Regions from separate parts of the Rattus norvegicus genome. Here region 1 is linked to region 2. A link is a contact called in public Hi-C data. All regions are on one chromosome and are shown on one strand. Each heading gives the region's core, a stretch centred on a gene start, on an enhancer-like site or on the middle of the called end of the contact. The rest is flanking DNA. Distances are from core to core; before and after follow the strand shown.

The links. A called contact is a pair of places that touch in the nucleus more often than the background predicts.
Region 1: a Hi-C map of kidney shows a contact between it and region 2, with 2.9 times the contacts expected there. The contact joins the promoter of Trpm1 here to the enhancer-like site in region 2. A contact is called at or near these places in 7 of 12 Hi-C or Micro-C datasets (the A7r5 cell line, the Rat2 cell line, Schwann cells and 4 more) and 1 of 1 datasets of contacts at active chromatin or transcription factors (oligodendrocytes).

What each region holds. Positions count from the first base shown.
Region 1 is chr1:127,127,895-127,133,854 of GRCr8, reverse strand. It overlaps Trpm1 (transient receptor potential cation channel, subfamily M, member 1), which reads right to left and starts at 3,169. Exons shown (of 27, transcript NM_001037733.1): 1 at 2,952-3,169. The coding sequence starts at 3,026.
Region 2 is chr1:126,957,985-126,964,404 of GRCr8, reverse strand. No RefSeq gene overlaps it. Among named protein-coding and RNA genes, the nearest start is that of Klf13, 13 kb to the right of the region's middle. Within about 2 kb of position 2,429, at least 55 of the 93 cell types and tissues checked have an H3K27ac peak or open chromatin away from gene starts, as enhancers often do. A contact at or near this core is called in the A7r5 cell line, Schwann cells and kidney, where this site is marked.

The DNA of each region.
Region 1 (5,960 bases), core at 1,920-4,419, 170 kb before region 2:
ATTGTACATGTATCGTTTAACAAATTAAAATGTAGACAGAATTTTCATGTTCCACATGGCTACCTGCAGGCTTTCCCTGCACTAGAGCTAGCTGGCCTTCATTCACTGATTCACTTGGCTGGCTACTCTTTTGTGGGGTGGGGGAAGGGCTAAGACCAAGTGAGGAGCTGCCTAACAGGAAGAGCTGACCAGCCAGGCCAAAGGCCAAAAGTGCCTTTTACAAGGGAGGGCCAGGCATGATCACCTTTGGAAGAGCACCAAGTTCCTGAGGACAAAGGAGCCTCAAGTGTTTGCAAAAACAGAGGAAACTGCACACTTTGGGAACTTGTTTCTCACTCTCCCCTTACAGGTTAAGTGGCTCAACCCTGTAATCTAACCCTGGGGCGTGGGGAGGAGGGGGACTGAAGGGGTGGAGACTGAGGCAGGAAGATTGCTGTAAGTTCAAGACCATCCTGAACTACAGAATAAGACTCCTACACCGTGAAACAGAAACAGTTGGAAGAACCATCCTTCCTTTTCCCTTCAGTGATCTCATTCTTGGCCTGAGGATTATCATAAACAGGCCCGGGTTCTGGCAGGGGAGGGGGCGCTGGAGACTCAGAATTTGGGGGAGAGGTGCCAGGGACCGGTTCTGGCAAGGAGGACTTAGAGAGTTAGGATTTGGAGTGTGGGAGCATAGTACAGGGGACAGGTGGAACCCAGAGCCTCTCACATACAATTCATGTACCCTACTACTGGACCACACTGCCAGCCTGTGCAAGAGAACATTGTAAATTGCCATGGATGAGCTCGCCTGGGCATCCAATTAAATGTGAGGTAAAATTGAGTGTGGAGTTCTGGAGGATGGGAGGGAAGAGGGAGTAAAGGGGAGAGAATGTGAAAGAGAGAGAAGGAGGGACAGAGAGGGAATAGGAGGAGAGAGAACGAAAGGAGGGGAGAGAAGTGCTAGTTTTCAACGCTGACCACACTCAACATGTTCCTCCCGTCTGCTGGGTTCCCACACCTAGACTCTGCTACTTCACAGGGTAAGCACCAGGCAGAGAGCAACAGAGACGTGGAATTCCAGTACAGCACAGCCTGCCTCCTTCCAGAGCTTATCAGTTAGCAGTGTGAGCAGCTGTGTTCTGGGGAGGAGAGGGTCATGCAGCACCGTGTGGGCGCAGCCGCATAGCTAGCGGCATGTGAATGCCGTGTTCCTGCCAAGTGTGGCGGTAGATTTGTGAATGCTAATTTACAAGACACCGTGGGTGTGTGGGCTCTGCAGAAAGACTGCTGACTCTCACACGCCCGGGAGAACAGAAAGATGTACCTTCTACCACCCACAAGGAGCCCCTGGGGATGGATCTTCTCTATTCTTGAAACTTGAAAAAAAGCCTTCAAAAATAAACCGTTTCCTATTTTCTTTGTGTGTGTCTTCAGGTTCCTGGGACATCAGACATTGGGAAACAACTGGCTGGATACATGTCCAGCTGTTTCTGTGCTGTGAGGCCACAGCCTGGTCAGCTCCCATGATGACTCAGTGTCCGTCTTGAGGAATACCTTCCCTGAGGCACTCACCTGGCTCACACTGCTGGCCTGGCTTCTGTTCCCAACACTGACCAGGGCACTGGCTGGCATGTCAGAAAGAGCTCCCGCAGGGGTGCACCTTCTGCTCACACCCTCTCCTTCCTGTCTCCTTCACCCTCTGTGGAGCAGTGTCTTGGAAGGGACAGAAGATTAGCACCACCCCCACCATTCCAGAGCCTGTGGAAATCAGGAGCCTCTACCTCCTCCTCGTCCTCTACATGAGGGTGGCTGATAACTATCAGGACACCGAATGTGGGAAGAGAGTGTAGACTTGTTGAATGAGCCATCGTGCCATGAGCTTGGCCACATCAAGGACGCTAATGCCTCAGATTCATAGGATAGCAAGGCCTTTCCCTGGTCCAAGTATGGAGGTTGGTGAATGGGCGACCTTTAGCTAAAAAACAGAAGTACAAACTATACAGAACTTTCTCAGCCCAAATGGCTACACAGTCAGACCCCCCTGAGTCCGCTTCTCTATACAGACCACCTACCAAGATTAGCTGACCAGCCTTCTCATCCATACTGTATATAATAAACATGTTAGCTGACCAGCCTCCTCTTATTTTGTATATAATAAACATACTGTGTAGCCAAGTACCTGGTGTGTCTCTATCCAAGGACATAGCCCACAAGATCCCAGGTTGTGTCTGATTTTCTTAATCAGGTCTCCCGTTGTATGGACCATGGTAACATGGGTCCAAAAGACCCCTTCTGGCAGCCCGAGATATCAAGGGCCACCCATTCCTGAGCTAGTTTTCTGTCGCCTTGGATGGAGCAGGTCCAGAAGACAAGTGAGCCTGACACAGTAGACACATTTACAGAGCGGGACTTTCACTCAGCCTGCTTGAAGACCACAGAAACCCAGACCCAGAGCAGGGATCACTCAGGGCCACCCTCACATCTTCTAGAAGCAACCCTGCCCCCATTCATGTGGTGTACTCCACACCCTGAACATCGCTGAGGCACACAGTGCAGCATCATGTACCCCAGACCCCCAGTAATTCTATAAACCTGTGAACAGAACAAAGCAGGGGGCAGGTGAACCACATAAGAGACCTTTCATGGTGTAGACAAAGGATGCCATGGCTCACAGCCATGAGGATACTGGCCACAGGTACCAGTGCAGCATCCTGATAAAGGGAGAGAGCAGAGACATCGGACACAGGACACAGAGGCAGGAAATGCAGGTTCACCTCCTAAGAAAGGAGCTTTGTGTAGTAGAGAGTACATACACACACACACACACACACACACACACACACACACACACACACACACACCTAGAAGACAAGAGCCCATTGGAGCAGCAATCAAACAGAATAGAGGCCCGTGTCCCTTGATCCTGCTGTCCATTTGCCCTTGGGCCTCAAGCAAAGCTCACTCACCTTCTGGGACCCTGATGTGGAGCTCTTGATTGAACCACGCTTGAAGGAGCTGCTCATTTTCCTCATGGACCCCATTGGTGCTTCTGCATTCCCTGTGAGGCCCAGCCTGCTGCATGGGAGTCTCCAATAGGCTGAGGCAAGAGAGTTCTCTTTACCAGGCTGGACAGCAGGGCTCAGAGTTCGGGGGTGATATTGGTGGCTCAGTCAGCTCAGAAGGAGCTGGACCGTTTCTCACCCTCCGTCTGGACTCCCATCCAGTGCTCAGAGACTAGATAGATGGCTTCTGTAACATCTGTAATCAGCCTTAATCCCCACTCCCCCCGCATGGTTTTTCAGAGACAGATTTAGCAAATGGCAATTGGAAGTAAAATCTACTTTGAGAAAGTGGTGGCTGCAGGAGGGGGCACAGGATGAGGATTTGGGGATCCAGAAAGGTGACTGTGTGAACCTTCATCACTGGTGCCCAAGGTCCCTTGTTGAGCTGTGTCTTACTTAATGTCTCTATTGTGCAGAAAAAAATACCATGACCAAAATCAGGTCTGGAAAGAAATGGTTTATTTCAGTTTACAACTCCGAGCTCATACTCCATCACTGAGGGAAGTGAGGGCAGGTACTCAAGGCAGGAACCTGGAGGCAGGGACTGAAGCAAAAGGCATGAGGAACGCTGCTTATGGCTTGTTTGCTCACAGCTTTCTCATCCTGCTTTTTTATACACCCCAGGACCACCTTCCCCCAAGTATGGCTCCACAAACACTACTGTGGGCTGAGTTTGCCCACATCAATCATTAATCATGAAAACTCCCTACAGACTTGCCTACAGGCAATTCCAGCGAGGCATTCTCTGAGGTTTCTCTTCCCAAATAACACTTGTGTCAAGCTGACAAAATCTGACTAGCAAAGACAGAGGCCAGGGAGTTCATATATAAGTAGAGTGTGTTTCCAGGCCTAGAAAGGGTAGATGGAAACTCCCTTCTAGAAGCCATTGGGTGTGCTTCTCCCACGAACTGGGGAACAAAGCAGTGTACCTTGTTGTGTGTATCCCATGCCCGTTTCAGGTCCATTCTGTGTTCTATGTGGGGGATCAGGTCATTGTATTTCAGGGGTATGGCAGGCTAGGACAGGACACAGGTCTGCTGTGCTGCTGTGTGGGATAGGGGATGGGTGGTGGTACGCAGCAGATTGATCCAGCAGCCTTCCCAGCACTCTATTCCAGCACTCCCATATGTCACCCTCTCAAGATGACTCCATTGGTGTTTGTATCTGCTAATGTGCAGAGGAGAAAAAAAAAAGGCTTGCAGTCATAGACAAGGAGCCCCACTGGCATAGAAAATAATCAACACACAGTACAGACAGACAAGGTTGGAGGTAAGTAAAAGCTACTTTGCCAGCCATGCAGCCCAACGTCCAACTTTCTTGGATATGGCTTTTGGCCCCAAAACAACTGCTTGGCTGTGAAGGTTCAGAAGGTAGAGCCATGGCCTTTGGAAGTCTGACTTAGAAGACTGGGGAGATGATCTTTCCAGCACATACCTACCAAGCAATGTTGGCCGTGCACTCCCTAACCCATTCTACTCTGCACTCCCTGCAACCGTTCATTTCAACAGGTACTGGGGACACAATGGAGACAAACAGGTGACAGTCCTTGTTCTTCTGGAGCTGGTCCTTCCTAATAAGGGAAAGTTTAGTTAGGGTTTCTATTGCTATAAAACAACATGACCAAAAAGGAATTTGGACAGGAAAGGGTTTATCTGAGTTACATTTCCATATCACTGTTTATCACTGAAGGAAGTCAGGACAGGAGCTCAAGCAGGGCAGTACCCTGGAGGCAGGAGCTGATGCAGAGGCCATGGAGGGATGCTGCTTGCTGGCCTGCTCCTCATGGATGGCTCAGCCTTCTTTCTTATAGAATCCACAACCACCAGCCCAGAGATGACACCACCAACAATGGGCTGAGCCTTTCCCCATCAGTCACTAATTGAGAAAATGCCTTACAGCCAGATCTTATGGAGTCATTTTCTCAAGTGAGGTTTCCTTCTTTCAGATAAGGACTCTAGTTGACATAAAACTAGCCAGCACGAGAAGAGAAGCGGGGTGGAGTCAGATGTACTATCCTTAAGCAATGCAACACATCATGGGGGAGGATGGTGCGGATGGAGAGGGAAGGAAAACGCAGCGATCAGGCTGGGGTTGCCTACGTCCAGCGAGGAAAGTCTCAGAAGACCTTTAAAAATCTGGGCCAGAGGGCATAGGATCACACCTTACAGAAAGTCAGGGTTAGGGAAAGATTTTCAGGCAAACACCAGCATGAGAGCAAAGGCCTTGACTTTAAGGTGTACCTGGCACAGTCCAGAAAGATCTGGAAATAGCTGGAAAGGAGTGCAGAAGGAAGGAACAGATGAATAAAACTGAGATTCTGTTCATTCTGGCTTACAATCTAAAGGGTCCATGATAGTCCCTGGACTGGACTAGCTAGAACCCAAGTTGCAAGTCAGCTCAGTGGAACGACAGCCTCTGGGACAGAGTGGAGCCTGCAGCCTTGAAGGGTGGTGGCCTGATTTCAGGGAGAGCTTGTAAGTAAAGCCAAAGGGATGTGCTAAAGTGTTGGGTGCCTAGTCTAAGGAGAAGGTAAATGACAGGAAACTACAAGGCACTGTCAGGCCAGAGCAGCTGGAAGGATCAGGTCCCTCCAATAAGGTGCAGACTGGCAGTACCCGGCACAAAGGATACTGAGGCAGGAAAATTATCTTGAACTCAGGAGTTGAAAGCTAGCTCAGATAACAGAGGGACATGGTCTATCTCAAAAAGAAAAAAAAAGATATTCCCAAAGAAGGCTGTGTTGGGAGCAGGCATAGGGAGTGCTCCAACTTTCACATTACTGAAAGTAATGGCGGCATATTCAGTCCCAACTCCTGTGGTCTCACAGAAGACTTGAGCTGTGCCGATGCTTCCTGAGCATGTGGTCCTAGTGTTCCTCCTGGTCACCGGCAAACCCTCAGCATACTAAATGGT
Region 2 (6,420 bases), core at 1,180-3,679:
CTTTGATACTTCAAGAACTCTTTCTTTTACTCCTAAATATGCCTTCACGCGCACTTTCCCTTTGTAGATGGTGGTTTGTTTTTTTTTTTTTTTTAACATTTCCCTGTTGATATTATTGGTGGTTTTGTTGATGTTTACCTCTCTCTCTACATGGCTTATTTCCTACAACTTACTTAGCAAGAACAAAACCAAACAAAAACCAACCTATTGTGGCTTTGTGTTTCCTGATGCAAGGTTTCCTATCAGCTCAGCTGCCCACTCTTACTTGCCTGGGAAGGCCTGAGACGGACCAGAAGTGCTGTATCAAGTAGCACCTTTCACTGTGGCATTCTGTGTAGTATGTATACTAATCGGACACTACGTGAGCAGCTATGGATGTCAGACTGTGTTGATCATTCCCTGTGGCTTGGCTTGCTCAGCCCAAAGGCCTCTTCTAGGCTTCCTGGCTTCTTGTGCCATGGAACCCCTGAAAGGGGCTTGTAGCTGTCAGCAGGCACATGAGCGCCACTGCCTCTGTCTGCCACTGTTTGGAGACTGATCTCTGCCTCCTTTAGATAGATACAGTCTCTCCTCAGGAAGAGGAGGGGGCAGCTGTGAGGCTACACAGAGCCGGCAGCCCACCTGAATATCTCAGAACAGACTCTAGCACAATCATTTAGGACCATTCTTATTTCAAGTTCCTTTCCCTTCCACGTCCAGAGGTACCCAGTGTCACCATTTGTGACCCTTGTGGGGAAACCTTCCTTCCTATTTCAGGCTTTCATTTTCTTGGGCATGTTTCAGCTTCACTGTCTGCTTGCTTCTTCTCCTACTCCTGTCCATGTGCATTCTTGTCTTATAGTTGAGATTTGTATCTTATAGCCAAGGTTGCTTTAGAGGCTCCAAAAGGAACAACTACCACCTTCACTCCAAACCTCACCCATCATTAGTCCCCTTATGGCTCACTTGCTCCCACTTTGGTCCAGCCAGGTCTGTTTTGTGCTGGTTTTCCTCTTCTTTCCAGCTAAAGGGAAACATCCTTACTCTTACCTATACTATTGTTGTCAAGATTCTCTTAGCACAGAAACATGGACCCAGAGCTATGAGATATTAACTGCAGAACAGAACTGAACCCCTAGGGTATTTCCATCTGGGGTTGGGACAAGAAAGGTTAACTTTGAGAGCTCAATCATTACATACTTGGTAAGTGAAATGGTGAGAAATCATTCAAGGTAATGCTGCTTGTATATAACATCTAAATGGGGAAAACCCTTTGGGAGACCATCAGGAAGAAAGATTGGATGGGGCATGTCAGAAGGGTCCATTGACTCAGGCTACCCTAGAAGCCTATAAGGAGGTCCAGTGAATATGCATGTCCCAAAAAGGTCCACTTTGTCCTAGTGTAGGCAGAGCCCAGGAGGGCACCACCAAAAAGACTGTCGAATCCCCCCTGGCCGCAGAGGGACATGAAGGAATACATGGCCAGAAAGGCAGTGTAGGGGCCAGCTCTTTCCCAATGAAATGACTGTCTGTGGCATGTGGTGGGAATGGAGGAGCCTTCTGAGTCATCCCTCGGTCAGGACACAGTCTCTTAAATGTCATCAACACAATCTGCCTGGAACAAAGATGACTATTTTCTGCCAAGTTGAGACCCTCCTACAAAGCCTTGATCCAGCTTCTCCACAAGACATCAGTGAGGAAATTCAGGGTGTGTGCTCACACTTAGGGGTGTTCAAACATTAACAAGTTTCCCAACTGAAAATACCAAATCGATGTTTCTCCGATTATCAGGAACCAAAGTCTTTTCTATTTTAGGCTCCCATTTAATTTGAAGAACTTAAAAATCAGAGCCATAGTTCTTAATTTTCTCCAGTAAGATGACCGACCCTTTAACCCACTGGGGTCAACCAACCGGCAGTCGCTTTCCCTGACTTGCCAGTGGCTGACTTATTTCCAGGCATCATCCACAACGAAAAGCAGAGGCTGCTGATCCTATCCTCACAGGTCAGAGGCAGTTGCGGCCAGTCCTGAGTGTATTAAGATTGGTTCAAAGGCAGTAGGAAGCTATGGTCTCTCTTACGGTGGCCTAGTGTTCAGAGAGAAAGAACATGAATGTGTGTCTAGACTTTAGAGCAAGGTGGCCTAGTTGGAAGGCCCCGGCAGGGCGCAGCGGAGCATTTCCTTCAGAGGCCCAGACAGTGGATGGGTGGGGCGCCCTGGGCGGGGTCCTCGCAGCTGGTGGTGTTTGAAGCCTCCACGACCGCGGTGGGAGAGGGGCGGCCTGGAGAAGTTGGCAGCAGGCCTGGGGCAGGAAGGGGGAGGAAGGGGCCCTGCGTTCCCTGAACAGCCGCGACCGCAGCCCCAGCACGTAGCTCACTCTCTCAGCACTGGCAGTGGTGGGTCCTGCATCAGCCAGGTTAACATAGGCTCAAGGGCAGTGCGGCCGCGCGGGGGCGGGGCGGCCCCAGTAGTGACATGGCTCCGGCCAAGGTTGCATCGAGGACCTGAGCTCAGTAGGAGCAGGGTGAGGAGGTGGCTGGAGACTGCAATGCAAGCCCGGCCACCCGAGAACTCCGCTGCGGTGGGGTGAGGTTCGGAAATGTGCCGCCCAAAGGCGAGGTCAGCCGCCTAGGTCCGGCCGGGACAGATACGCCACCTTGCCCGCACTCCCAGCCGGCCGAGCGACCACAGGGTGCCCTCCCCAGCGTTGCCATCCTCGTGCCACCCACTGCTGCCTGCTCACAAAAGCTCTGGCATGGAAAGGCCCGGCGAGGTTCCCGCTGCGGGAGGCACGCGCCCTAGCCCTGCGCCGCTACACAGCGGCCCGCCACCCTCGGACGTCATGCGTCTGCGCGCCCCGCGCCCGGCTCCGATTTCCGCCCCTCCTCTTGCAGGCCCAGGGGACACGCCCACTGGCGCGCGCAGGTCCCGCGGCCAGTAGGGCCCTCTAGAGGTCCGGATTGGCCGGATAAAGTACTCTAGAGCCAATGGAGTTCGCGTCTGCCACTGGCCACGCCCCTTAAGACGCGGGCGCGCGACCGCACCGGAGGGACGGTGCGCGCTCCAGGCTCCCCGCCCCCTTCGTGCGCGCTGCTCCCTGCGGCCGCTGCCGCCTGTAACCTGCGCCGCCAGGATGTGGCTGGGGGCTGACGTCGGGTCCAGATGTGGCCCCGGCCCCGCCCACCCCCGGGGCCGGTCCGCCCACACCGAGCCGCGGCGCGCACGGAGGCTGTCCCGCCTGCCACAATGCACGGTGGAACTGCGACCGCAACTTGCAGGGGTCGTGCCTAACGTCGCCGCCGCTCGACGTCCCTAGGACAGGCCGGTTCTGACGCCGCACGCGGACCCACCTCACTGGAGCCCCCCATGCGCTCACCCTCCAGTGCCCGGCCAGGAGGACGCGGAGCCGCGCGGGTGACGGCAGAAGCGGCTACGCGCCCAGCCTAGCCCAGCCCAGCCGGAGAAGAGGGCGCGCCGCGCCCCCGCCCCCCGCCGCTCTCCGGAGGCCGTGGGTGCGGATGCGCCGCTGACGACTCCTGCGAGAGCACCGCGCGCCCGAGCCCGCAGCATGGCAGCCGCCGCCTATGTGGACCACTTTGCCGCCGAGTGCCTCGTGTCCATGTCCAGCCGCGCAGTCGTGCACGAGCCGCGGGAAGGACCTGAACCCCGGCCCGAGGGCGCGGCCGCCGCCGCCCCCACACTGCCCCGCGTTGACGAGCGCCGCGACGGCAAGGACAGCGCCTCTCTTTTCGTGGTAGCTCGGATCCTAGCGGACCTCAACCAGCAGGCGCCGGCCCCCGCCCCCGCGGAACGCAGAGAAGGGGCTGCTGCGCGCAAGGCGAGGACCCCCTGCCGCCTGCCGCCCGCGCCCCCTGCGCCGCCGCCCGGCCCAGAGCCCGCTTCCCCTGGACAAGCAGGCGCGCCGGCCGCGCCCCCCAGCCCCGCGTGGAGCGAGCCCGAGGCGGCATTGGAGCCAGAGCCGGGCCCCGCGGGGAGCGGCGAGCCTGGCCTCAGACAAAGGGGTCGGCGGGGCCGCAGCCGCGCGGACCTCGAGTCCCCGCAGAGGAAGCACAAGTGCCACTACGCGGGCTGCGAGAAAGTTTACGGGAAATCTTCGCACCTCAAGGCGCACCTGAGAACTCACACAGGTCAGTGGGGCGGCCGGGACGCCGCGAACGCGGGGACTAGGGACTGCTTGGGACCGGCCACGCCCCCAGAGCTCGGGGCTCAGCGCAAGAGGGGGCCGGGGCCGGGGGCGGGGAGCGGGGAGCTGAGGGCGATCGCGGCCGCGCCCCTGCCCTGGCGCTCCGGCCTCGCGTGACGCTGGCCGTGGCGCTTCGAGCCGGCGCCCTCTCGGCGACCGCGCCCCCATCGGGCACGCCCCCTCCTGGGCTCTTGGGGCGGGGCCGCGGGGGTAGATGTCGTCATCCGGGCTGCGGGCGGCGCGGGCAGGTGCGCTGGAGGTGGTTGGGGTGGGGGGACGGGCGGCGCTCCCTTTTGGGGCGTAGGTGCTCCCGTTGCTGGAGTCTCGCCACCCCCTCCCCAGGCCTCTGGGCGCGCTCTGGCGAGGGAGGGGCTGGCCGGGGCGGGCGAAGTTCACGCGGGGACAGGGCTCTCTTCAGCCACTCGGCACATTCTTCGCTCTCTTCTTCCTGTAATTTTTCCAGGGCTCTAAGGTTTAATTTGTCGCAACCCGACCCAGCGGCGGCGCTGGCCGACGCGGGGGGCGGTCCCAGTCCTCGCTCCCCACCCCGCGGCTCTTTGTGGGAGCCCCAGCCCATCCGGCCGGCGGGGGCGCGCCCGGCCGCAGGGGGCTGCGCTGTGGGGCTGCGCTTTCTCTAGAAATGCGCGCTCCGTTCACTGCCCTTTCTGATCCAACTCTCACCTGCTCCTGGACTGGGTACAGGCAGGTGGCACCTGTACGGGGGCGGCCGGCTTAAGCCTGAAACCTGGGGTGGCTTGGGGGTCACTCACTTCTGTGGTTTCCGGGCACTGCTTTGCAGCGGGCTTTTGGTATTTGATTCGTATGTGGAGGTTCCCCCCCTCCATTTTTTGGTGTTAACACAAACATTTAGGGTTTTGTTTTTTCTTCTTTGAGCTCACGGAAACTCTTTCGTAACAGTTAACTCTTTATACAGCTTTGAGGCAAGTTCACAGCAAAAATACTCAATTCCGTTACTTTGTTACTAGGGGCTGTTCTTTCTTGGTGAGAACAGTTAAGTGGCAGACCAAGAAGCTCAAGACACTGAAGCGGTGGAGGCTAGAGCTCTAGGCCTTTCTGCCGGTGTATTTGTAATGGAGCGAGCCCCAGCTCTAGGCCGGGGATGGGTGGGTGGGGGGCGACTCAGAACTTTGGCCATAAAGGCAGGGGATGAGGAGTCCCAGCCCTTTGCTGTGGTTCCTTAAACCACGTGGCAGGTGATGGGGTTGAGTGAAGCCTGTGTCATCCCCCGGCATTCGGAGTCGAAATTCGTGGTGTGTGAGCCCAGGAGGTGGGTGGGATTTGTGTCGGGTTCCCAGTTCTGCAAGGGAAAGCCGCTGCCGGGGTGGGTGTGGCTTTGGGGGAGGAGCAGAGAGCTTGGTTCATAACTTGATGGACCCAGAGTGCTGAGTTGGGGCGGGGGTTCGGCGAACAGCTATCGGATTGAGAAATCTTGGTGCAGAATATTTCACCGTGGTTTCCCACTTGCAGCACTCCGTAACCGATCTGGTGAAAGGCAGAGGACTTGCCTGAGGGGAGGGGCTGGACGTCGTGGGCGTGTTGGGTTCAAGATGTTTTCCTTGTTGGCTCGCTCCTCCTTTCAGTCTCAGTTGGCGTTTAGAAAACGTTTGGGGGCGCTGGGGACCGCATCTTCGTAATGGAAAGGGAGCCATTCTCTTCGGAGCGCCAGGAAACTCAGCAGGTAGAAGAGGATAGAGTCAGCCTTCTTTTTAGTGCCAAGAGTTGCTCTGCGGTCTGTAATCGGTGCCGCCCTCCATATGTGCTGAGATAGAGGAAGGCTGCACCTCTGGGGTAGTTGTAAGTAAGGTTCCAGGCCCTCTTGAGAGTAGGGTTAGGGATTCCAGTAGATGTCTAGGCTGCATCTTATTTGGTACCCAGGTGAGTCTGATGATGAGAGTTGCCGATTTCAAATGTCTGCCCCTGGGTGGAGTCTGGTTCTGCCTCTGATCTGGGAAGCCATTGCTAGATCCTGTAGCGCTTAAATACCTCATGTTCGTAAAAGAGACACAGGGCGTTTCTTGGGCACAGCAAGGTGGTCCCTGGGCGTGACTTAATCTCCGGATTTCAGGTTCTGGCTTTGGGGCAGTTTGGTTCGTGGATCGCAGTGGCTGACTAAGGCCTTGCCACATCTACTCCACCCGAAACCCCCCCCCCCCCCAGAATAAGAGTTGCATGGCAGCAGTGATTATTATCACCCCCTTAGCTAACAAGATAGCCGG